Regions from separate parts of the Anser cygnoides genome. Here regions 1 and 2 are each linked to region 3. A link is a contact called in public Hi-C data. All regions are on one chromosome and are shown on one strand. Each heading gives the region's core, a stretch centred on a gene start, on an enhancer-like site or on the middle of the called end of the contact. The rest is flanking DNA. Distances are from core to core; before and after follow the strand shown.

What was found. Hi-C and Micro-C count contacts between places; a contact is called where the count stands out from the background.
Region 1: a contact with region 3 is called in a Hi-C map of liver, with 1.8 times the contacts expected there. The contact joins the enhancer-like site here to the promoter of PLPP1 in region 3. A contact is called at or near these places in 3 of 7 Hi-C or Micro-C datasets (all in liver).
Region 2: a Hi-C map of liver shows a contact between it and region 3, with 1.6 times the contacts expected there. The contact joins the enhancer-like site here to the promoter of PLPP1 in region 3. A contact is called at or near these places in 2 of 7 Hi-C or Micro-C datasets (granulosa cells and liver).

The regions. Positions count from the first base shown.
Region 1 is chrZ:72,305,462-72,308,457 of Taihu_goose_T2T_genome, forward strand. The region is part of intron 4 of PLPP1 (phospholipid phosphatase 1); the gene reads right to left. Among named protein-coding and RNA genes, the nearest start is that of PLPP1, 52 kb to the right of the region's middle. Within about 2 kb of position 1,545, at least 2 of the 3 cell types and tissues checked have open chromatin away from gene starts, as enhancers often do. A contact at or near this core is called in liver, where this site is marked.
Region 2 is chrZ:72,400,791-72,403,756 of Taihu_goose_T2T_genome, forward strand. SLC38A9 (solute carrier family 38 member 9) reads right to left here. Exons shown (of 15, transcript XM_066987986.1): 11 at 1,779-1,885. Among named protein-coding and RNA genes, the nearest start is that of SLC38A9, 26 kb to the right of the region's middle. Within about 2 kb of position 1,306, at least 1 of the 3 cell types and tissues checked has open chromatin away from gene starts, as enhancers often do. A contact at or near this core is called in liver, where this site is marked.
Region 3 is chrZ:72,357,777-72,361,040 of Taihu_goose_T2T_genome, forward strand. It overlaps PLPP1 (phospholipid phosphatase 1), which reads right to left and starts at 1,663. Exons shown (of 6, transcript XM_048049400.2): 1 at 1,426-1,663. The coding sequence starts at 1,483.

The DNA of each region.
Region 1 (2,996 bases), core at 295-2,794, 52 kb before region 3:
CTGCCGTCTCCTGTCCCACGCCTGCTCGATAATCCAGTAGCACAGACCAGGACCTCTGCCCTCCTGCACTAGACAACACTGGGGGAAAAATCCCCCCCTTCACATCTTCCAAGCTTTCCACTTCTGTGGAGGTTTGCAGAATAGCTCTTCCCTTTTGCTTGTTACAGGGAACTCAAGATTTTCCTTTGCATAAAAGCTGTTTCGTACAAGAGCTATTATTCACATTTCAGCTAGCACAGACCCTGGAAATCAGAGCAGTATAAGAAATCCAGGAAACTGAGTAAAAATTGCAATTCTCAGCACAAAAGTGTCCCAACAGAAACAAGATGTGCTGAGAAACAGCACAACTGCCACACAGGCGGGCGTGCGATTATGTAAGAGCATTACATGCAAGTGCCACAGCTCCCTTTGCACCCAGAGCACTGAACATAAACACAGAGCCCCAAGCACCAACCAACAAGACACTGCCTGCAAACCAGAAGTCAAACTGCAGGCTGTTTGATGTAAAGCTTGGTATTAATACGGATAGCGCCTATCTCATGTAATTTTAAACAGTAGACAATGTAAACAAAGTTTTTATTATTAACAGCACCAGAGAGACGTAGCAGAATTCATGGATCATTTGTGAGTTGGGGTTTTTGGTTTTTTTTGCTTTAAAACAAAAACAAAACTGTGAAAGACTTAAATGTTTATTTTGCCTTTTTAGTAAGAACTCATTTTCTTAAAAACACACATTTATGACCTCTGGTTTATCTGCTCCACCATTTTATTTTGAGTGTGAAGAAAATGAAGGTGAAAGAACGACTCAGAATTATTTCTCCCCTTCCAGAGAAGGAAAAGGACATAGATCTGCGCATACTTCAAGGGTCCACCCCTCTTACACTTTAACCCTGTTTTCCATGCTGGCACCCCTGTGCTAGCTCTGATGTTTAGAGCACAGTGAGCTGGTCAGAGGGCTGATCCATTGGACGGATGAATTAAGGAAATAAACTTGGCCAGACTGGGTAGAAAAGGCAACGCATGTACTAACCTGGTCTAAGACAGCTGCATGCTGCCATCAAAAGGCATTTGATACTGAGAGCTCCCTCCCGTGCAGTGGGGAAACATCCTGTCATTTACTAGTTCAAAAGCCAAACTCAATTCAGAGTACAGTCAATCTACTTTATAGATACTTCCCAGTAGATAAGTAATAGCTTCAGTAATAGTAATCCTCCAGCCCCAGCTTGGCTGTACATTGCAGAAATAATTGTTTACTGACATAATTTTTACCATAAAGCAGGGTAAACAGTAACTTTTTATTCTACTGTACATACTAGCACTAGGCCCTTTTCTAACAAGCGAAATCAAATATTTTTCTGTTTTATCTACCAAGTTATGGAAGCCTCAATGGAAGGTGAGCACCATAAGGTAATGCTCTTATCTCTGTCCCACAGGACCCACTTCACAGCAGCCTCAGCACTACCAACAGCTACAATTTCCAAAGCACACTGTGGAGAAGACATTCGGCTTCATTCACTTACTACAAAAAAGCCTAAATACTGATATTAAACGTGCACTGGGAGGGCATACGAGTTTAGAAGCACGAGTGCCTTCATACTTGAGCTTCACAGCATGAACAGTTGTCCTTTATTTTTCATCTCTGCTTTGAGCAGCATGCTTGGTTCTGCCCAAAGCAGCAGCCAAAATGCTTTCAGTAGGAAATGCCTCTCCATTAGTTTCTGAAGACTGGGTAGTGTTCAGCTTTCATGTGGGCAGGAACATATTAGGGACATTCATAGCTCTGTTCAGCAGCATTCGGGAAAGTGAAGAAACACTGCTGTGCAAATAGACATACCTAAAATACTGTGTCAAAGGCTCCTAGGCCCTTGTTTGCGTATTGTTTCATTCAACCTCCAATCCCAACACAAACAAGATTTCAAGTCCAAAGTTTGACTGGTGCATTTAGTAGCCTAAGTACAAAAAAAAAGCCTAAACCCGGCTTTCGTTTTCGTTTAGCACGTCCTCTCTCTGCTAAAGGATCGGGCTGTGAGCCCGGGTCACTGAAATACCAGCCGCTCTCCAGCTCTTCTACAATTTCCTATTTCCTTGGGCACACAAGATGTTCTTTCCCAACGAGCTGTGGGAGAGCTCACAAGCAACTCAAGTTACATTTTGCAGAGATTCCTCACCGCCTCCACCCTGGGCAACACAAACACACTGCCCTCCCAGGAATAGCACAGCAGCTCAGCTGGGTCTCTGCAGCACGGCTCCTCGTCCCCGGGTTGGGGGCAGCCAGCGACGTGCCCAGGCCACCCGCAGCCAAGCCCAGCTCCGTTACAGCAATTCGATCACTGAGCTGCGCCCATTTCTGACAGCTGCCCTGCGTGCAGCGGGGTCACTCCAGCCACTGAAGACAGAGGGTGCATGTTCAACAATTTATAGCTGCTGTCTGAAAGCTATTGTAAAGAGTTTTTTTAAAAACTCAGTCCAATTGTCTTCATCTGCAGCATCTCCTTCCAAGGCAGGAGGGACAGTTTGGAAGCGAGGACGTTGATAGAAGAGGTGTTCAGATATGCTCATCCTCCTGTTCTCCAGGCCAAGATGGAATGGTTTTGCTGACACAGGAGAGAACACGTCAGCTGTGTAATGTAAGGGAGGAGCAGCAAGGGGAGGGGATGGTGATAGCTCTTTGGGATCCAGCATCTGTTATTAGGTCACTAGGTTCCCAGATACGGCTGCTGCTCAAACTCTCTACATTTCCCACAAGAAGGGGCTGCTGGCAGCAGCATCGCAGAGATAACAGTTCCAACGAGACCCAAACTGACCCCTCTAGCTCTGCCAAATTGACCCTTAAACACATTCTCTACCACAGCTTCCTGGGTGACACTCTGAAAATGGATTTCAATATGGTTTCATCCATTCCTTATGCTGACAAAAATATAGAAGAAAACAGAAGTCTATCCTAGAAGTGGGCTGAAAACCGAGGCCAGAAACTGGTCCACCACAGATTGTTGTTA
Region 2 (2,966 bases), core at 56-2,555, 43 kb after region 3:
ATTAAGCAGCAGAGTCTCCATCCGATCTCCATGAGACACTGATGTAAGAAAACATCTTGTTGATGTAAATGCGTAGGAAGAAGTACCCTCTATCTGTGACCAATCACAGAGGCTGAGAGCCAAATACATATGTAAACTTCCCACTTAGTCCAGCAGATCAGTGAAATAATCACAAAACAGCTCTTCAGGAACATCAGTGATTCATTAACATTTGCAAAGCACTTTGCATAGGTGAAAAGCTCCTGTACAACTACAAACAGCAAGAAACATGCCAAGACATCTCTAGCCAAATAAAACTCCCAGAAAATCTGTGTACAGATTTAGCTCTCATTGCAAAGCTTTCCTGCTATACTAAAGGGTGTTCCTTCTGTGCAATTTGAACGCTCTTTTGCAGTGCAACAGTCTTGTTGAGGGCTGGGAATCCATGCTAGGGCTGACCTCGAAATCCAACTTAAACCCCAGGGAGGGCGTTTAGAAAAGCTGATTCAAATGCAGGCAGCGTTTCTTCCTTAACACAGGAAGCACAAACCGGAGGAGATTGCAGATACTACTCTCTGCAGCTCTTATTGCTTCCTTCAATATAAATGGAGGGGGTAGGGCCACAAGAAAAAGTCTTGAAAGTGGCACAGAGGCAGTAGTCCTGCTCTGCATAAAAAACTAACTGCAGAAGTGACAGTGCCTTTAAAATGTGAAAACCACAGCTAAGAAAAAACATATTTCCTTCTTCCATATTGTAATATTTTATCAGGAAAACTCACCGAGAAGAATTTGCTTAGTTTTCTTTCTCCGGAGTACTGCTAACCCACTCTTTAGTTGTTAAACTACTTTCAGAATTGTGTGCAAAACACAAGAAGCCTTCCTAGAGGAGAATTCCTTACTCCTTTTTGGAGGGGCATCACCATCAGCTGACCTTGTTTCACAGGGACAGTCACCTCACTGCATTGGCACATAATCTGAACTTTGCCTCTGAGTAATCAAAACAGATGAACCAGTCTTTGGCCCAGCTAACACTTAAAAATCTTTTTATGTTATTGTAGTTACCTTTCCAACTAAGATTTTAATGAAGCTGGACAAGAATCCTGGAAAGTACTGGAGGAAAAAAAATCAAAGCAATTACAGCAGAGAGGTACTCAAACTCTGTATCATGCTTACTCCGTTTTGTATTTTTAAGATGGGAAGATACTAAGAATGCAGTTTCACCTGGATGAGCAGTACGTAACATTTTAAAGGGGTGAAGGATCAGTGCAAAGACTAGGTATTTGCAGAAGTTCCCAACCCAGGTTTCCAACTTTGGGGATTACCTAAACAAGTTCAAGTTTCTCTACAAACCTTGAGTTTTTACACAAACCTACTACAGCAGCTCTCAGAAAAGATGTTACCTAGAACTCAACATTATTTTTCAGTATTCCACCAGAATCAGTTCTGTGCTCAAGATTCTCCTCTATTTTTTGTTTTAAAATCGATCACTTTTCCTACAGCAACTTTGTCAGTCTTTCTGCCTCTTATGTGTAATTTGTCCATTTAATGCCAAAATGACCACAAATAAACCTGGGATTCTCCTTATGGCTTTAATTTGAATACATTCATAATGCATGTGTAACTCATTAGTAGCCAGTGAAACGTGTGTATAGCTGGTTTCTTATCAGATCAGAAGAATGATTTACATTTTCTGAAACTATTACAGTCCCTGAATCAATTTCAAGAGAAGCAGACAGGAAAAAATTAGTGTCACCTGGCAACCTATATACAAATCAGCAAAGTCTTGTGAAATTACTTACATTGTTTTCTTGATTCTTGTTGTTTTGAAGAAGAGTGATGACACAATTGTGGATGAAGAAGGCAAGTGTCAGAACTCCTGTAAGCTGGGGGAAGAGAATTCTAAACTCTAAAGGGGAGGAGAAAAAAGTGTTAATAACTTGCTTCCGTGAAACAAACAATGCCAAAATTCAGAGGACATCTAATGCTGTGGAGTCTACTGGCAAAAACATGAACAGTCAAGTTGAAATGGGAAAATCTGTCTTTGAACATAGGCAACACAATATTTAATTATTACAAAACGCATGAAGACAGTGGCTACTATATAACATACTCTCCAGGAACGTTTCTCACATATCAAAAAGTTTCTCAACCATCAAAGTTCATCAGGTAATCTAGGACTTACACACATAAGCTTTTTTCTTCTCAACAGTGTAACTCCAAAGCATTTCTGAGGCGGGAATTGGTTTAACTGAAGCTGTATATATATTGGTCCCCGAAAAGGGAGATAGGAAGCAATCATATGTTCTGTGAGCATCCTCTGTTTTTAGAATGGCCATGAACAGCAAATCAGTTATGCTATCAGAGGAAAACTGACATCTGCAGATGTTTAGGATGTGCTTCTTTGCTTCTTCCAAAAGATGGCACAAAGAAAGGTAGAGTGACTTCTTGTCTTACCATACCCTTTTACAGCAGCTATGGTGCCTATTTTTTTCTCTTTTTCGTCTCCCTGGAGCATTGTTCTGCTTCTTTCCATACTTGAATGTTAACATTCTCTAGAGTTTTTTCTGGAAGTGCTGCAACTGGTCTAAGAATTTACCAATGCCATAACATTATTAAAGCACCATTTTTGTTGATATTATACAAGGATATATGTACATTTTAGAGTATTACAACAAATGGAGATCCCTGAGCTAGCTAAGCTTTTGGAAAACACCAATAATATAGCAAAACACTCATCAGAGGCTCACTAACCCTTATAGATCAAATCACACAGAGCTCCATGCAAACACTTCTAAGCCAGATTTCTCTAAATTGCTTTGAAGTCAGCCAGGTAAACACACCCCAGGCAATTAACAAAGGACTCATCCAGGTTGCCAGAATATGCCTTCCCTAGGGCTGGATTCACTGTCTCTTCAATACCTACCTAGCATGATGTGTTACCAACAGAATTCAGAGTGCAAGCAAGTTTGGGGCGTGTTTTCCAAGCA
Region 3 (3,264 bases), core at 413-2,912:
GCAAGCGTAGGGGGGAGGCCAAGTTAAGATAAAAATCCAAATCAGCAGGAACTGTTTTTCTTCTATCAAGAAATTTAAAACAGATTCCCCCTCTAGACACACAGGCTTAAATTCTATGTTCTTCTAAGGTCCTGTCTCAATCCTGTGGGAGCCAGGGAGAAGATGAAGAGATGAGAATTTGGTCCTGTTTGTAATATCTAGCCCATTCCTATGTTTCTGTATTTTGTCTCAACTCAAGTTCCATTGAAGCCTGTAACTCAGTGCATTGCAGGTGTCAAGATGCTTCGTATGACGCACTGGCTGCAATGTTTCCCCTACCAGTACGAAGCAAGCAACACGAGGGAAAAAAAAAAGTCTGTCAACCATGGGTTTTGTTACTGAATGCCACTTAGTTGCAGGTATGCAGCACTGCTATTTGAGCATCCAGAACCTATCACCAGCCTACCTAAGCAAGCTAGAACACTGCCCAGATGTTTATGTTGACAGTAGAGATGCCTCCAACCAAGACAAATGTCATGTTTGGTGGGTGGTGTTCAAACAGGTCTGGCCCACGACATGACAAGAACATGCCCAGGTTTATCAATGAACCTCTGCACTTGTTTGACTAAGAAGAAAGCTGCCAAAAACCAAGACCACGTAACACTCCCTAAGTCCCCAAGCTGTACACTGACAGATACCGAAGATGCTTCCCTGGCTCTCAGCGCTTGGAGGTCCAGAGCAGTTTTGGCTTCCCAAAGCCAAGCTGCCCCTTGCCTGATCAGTAACTACCCCCGTGACTCCTACACCGTGCCACTGCACAGAAGGGAACGCTGACAGCTCACGCTACGGGCTGTAGTTTTAGGAAGGACTGATGGAAAAAGGATGACAAGAAAAGAGAGCCGTGAGCCAGGTGCTGTCCCTCGGGCTGCTTGAGGGGAGCACCACCCGTGTGGGGCACAGCCTCCAGGCGGGACGAGGCGGGTGCGAGGGGCCCTGCGGCTCGCTGGGGAGCACCTGCAGCCCAGAGGCAGGGAGAGGCACAGCCCGGGTGCTGCAGCACCCGCCGTGACACCTGGCAGGATGAGGGGTCCCCCGGGCACAGCACCTAGCCTAGCAGCCGGGGAGAGGGCAGCGGGGTCTCTCTGAGGGGCTGCAGCCCCCTCCCCGCCGGGCAGCGGGGACCGCGGGTGGCGGTGAAGTGAGGAGGAGGAGTGAGGAGGAGGAGGAGGAAGAGCGAGGAGGCGAAGCGACCGCAGGCAGAGGCGAGAGGCAGGCAGGGGGAGGCGGGCTGTAAGGGCAGCCCCGCTCCGGGGGCCGTGCATGCGGGGGGCGCGGAGCCGTGAGGGGAGGCAGCAGGGAGGGGGGTAGGGGGGCACGGCGAGCCCTCGCCCCCCTCCTCCGCGGCCAGGCCCGGGTCTCCCCGCGGCTCCCCGCCCGCCGACCTACCCAGCACCACGCAGACCACGTCCAGCGCCACGAAGGGCAGCCGCGTCCTGTCAAACATGCTGGCGGCGCCCCGCGGCAGCACCGGCGGCTCCGGCTCCTCCTCACGCGGTGACAGCCCGGGCCCGAGGGGCGGGAGCGCAGCGGAGGCGGGCGGGCGGCAGCAGCGCCTCACCGCGCCCGAGCAAATGGCGCCCGCCCCCCGCCGGCAGCCACCTCCCTCCCGCACTGCGCTACTGACACGGCCGCGCCGGCTTTAAGGGAGGGAGGGAGGGAGGCGGGCAGGGGGACGGACGAACGGCACGCACGGGCAGACGGACGGACGGGGAGAGGGAGGGAAGGAGAGGCCCGGCCCCCGCCCGCCGCCGGGAGGCCCCACCCCGCATGGCGACGCCGGCAGCCCGCCTCCCTCAGCGTGACGGGCAGCGCCGCCACGGGACGGGTCCGGGGTTGGGATCCCGGGAAGGAGAAGGGAAGGGAAGGGGAAAGGAGAGAGAAGGGGAAGGCCGCCGCCGCCTGGGAGTGGAGAGCTGGACCTCGGGCCCCGAGCCCCTCCCCATTAAAAGTCGTTTTCTGACAGGAAATGCCGTGAGCAGTATGGAAAATTAAAAAAGCTTGAATACACACGTTTTTATTTTAGAATCATAGCATCATTCAGGTTGGAGAAGATCTCCCAAGATCACCTGGTCCAACCATCCCCCTACCACCAATATCACCCACTAAACCACGTCCCTAAGCACCACGTCCAACCTTTCTTTGAACACCCCCAGGGACGGTGACTCCACCAACCTCCCTGGGCAACCCGTTCCAATGCCTGACTGCTCTTTCTGAGAAGAAATGTCTCCTCATTTCCAACCTGAACCTCCCCTGGCGCAACTTGAGGCCATTCCCTCTAGTCCTATCACTTAGCTGCAAGAAGAGGCCAACCCCCAGCTCCCCACACCTTCCTTTCAGGCAGCTGTAGAGATCAATGAGGTCTCCCCTGAGCCTCCTCTTCTCCAGACTAAACAACCCCAGTTCCCTCAGCCACCCCTGGTAGGACTTGCTGCAAAACGCACGCTGTTTCTGTCAGCGTTGTTACCACTCTCGGGCACAAACTCACCAGTCGTGCCACCAGGCACGGTTCTGCTTTGTTTTGGGAATTGCAGGTGGGGTGGACGGCACGCCCCATGCTCCAAGCACCAGGCTTTGTGCAGCTCCTTTTTCTGCACTTTCTCACCTATTCCACCCTCTAATGCTGTCAACGGGTCCGCTTTGTGTTACATCCTAAAGGCTGAATAACAGGTTTGGTGGATCCACAAGGGAAACAAGCTCTTGGGATGGAAACGTCTTGTTAAATGTGCTGTATCTTCAGTTCAAGCAAGCTCTCCAAATAAGTTACATAAGTAGTTCCCTATAGAGCATCTCTATATAAAGAGCTTCTAATTAGCAGACTATAAGGGACTTCCTGATTTCACCTCAACATCCAAGAAGGGAGCCATCTACAAACCGAAATGTGCAGCTCTAGAAATTAAGGCCACCCTTGATTTATGCGACTGTACTGTTATTTGCAGAAATCATTCTCCTGTGCAAGTGTTCCTGGACGGTCTCATGGAGGTAGAAAGCCCAGTGTTCTCTTATAATACAGGAATTAATAGAATAAGCTGTAGCACAATGTGGCACCGGCAAAACCCTGTTTTATCTTTATGAGAACTGTTTCTGAAGGGAAGCATGCAATCTGCTCCTCTCCTCGCAAAGAAGGGGTATTGTTCACAAGTTCCGCTGTTCCTGAAATCCATAGATAAGTTTCCAACAGTTGCAAGACGGTTAGGAAAAGGGGGAAAAATAGACAAAACAATGCAA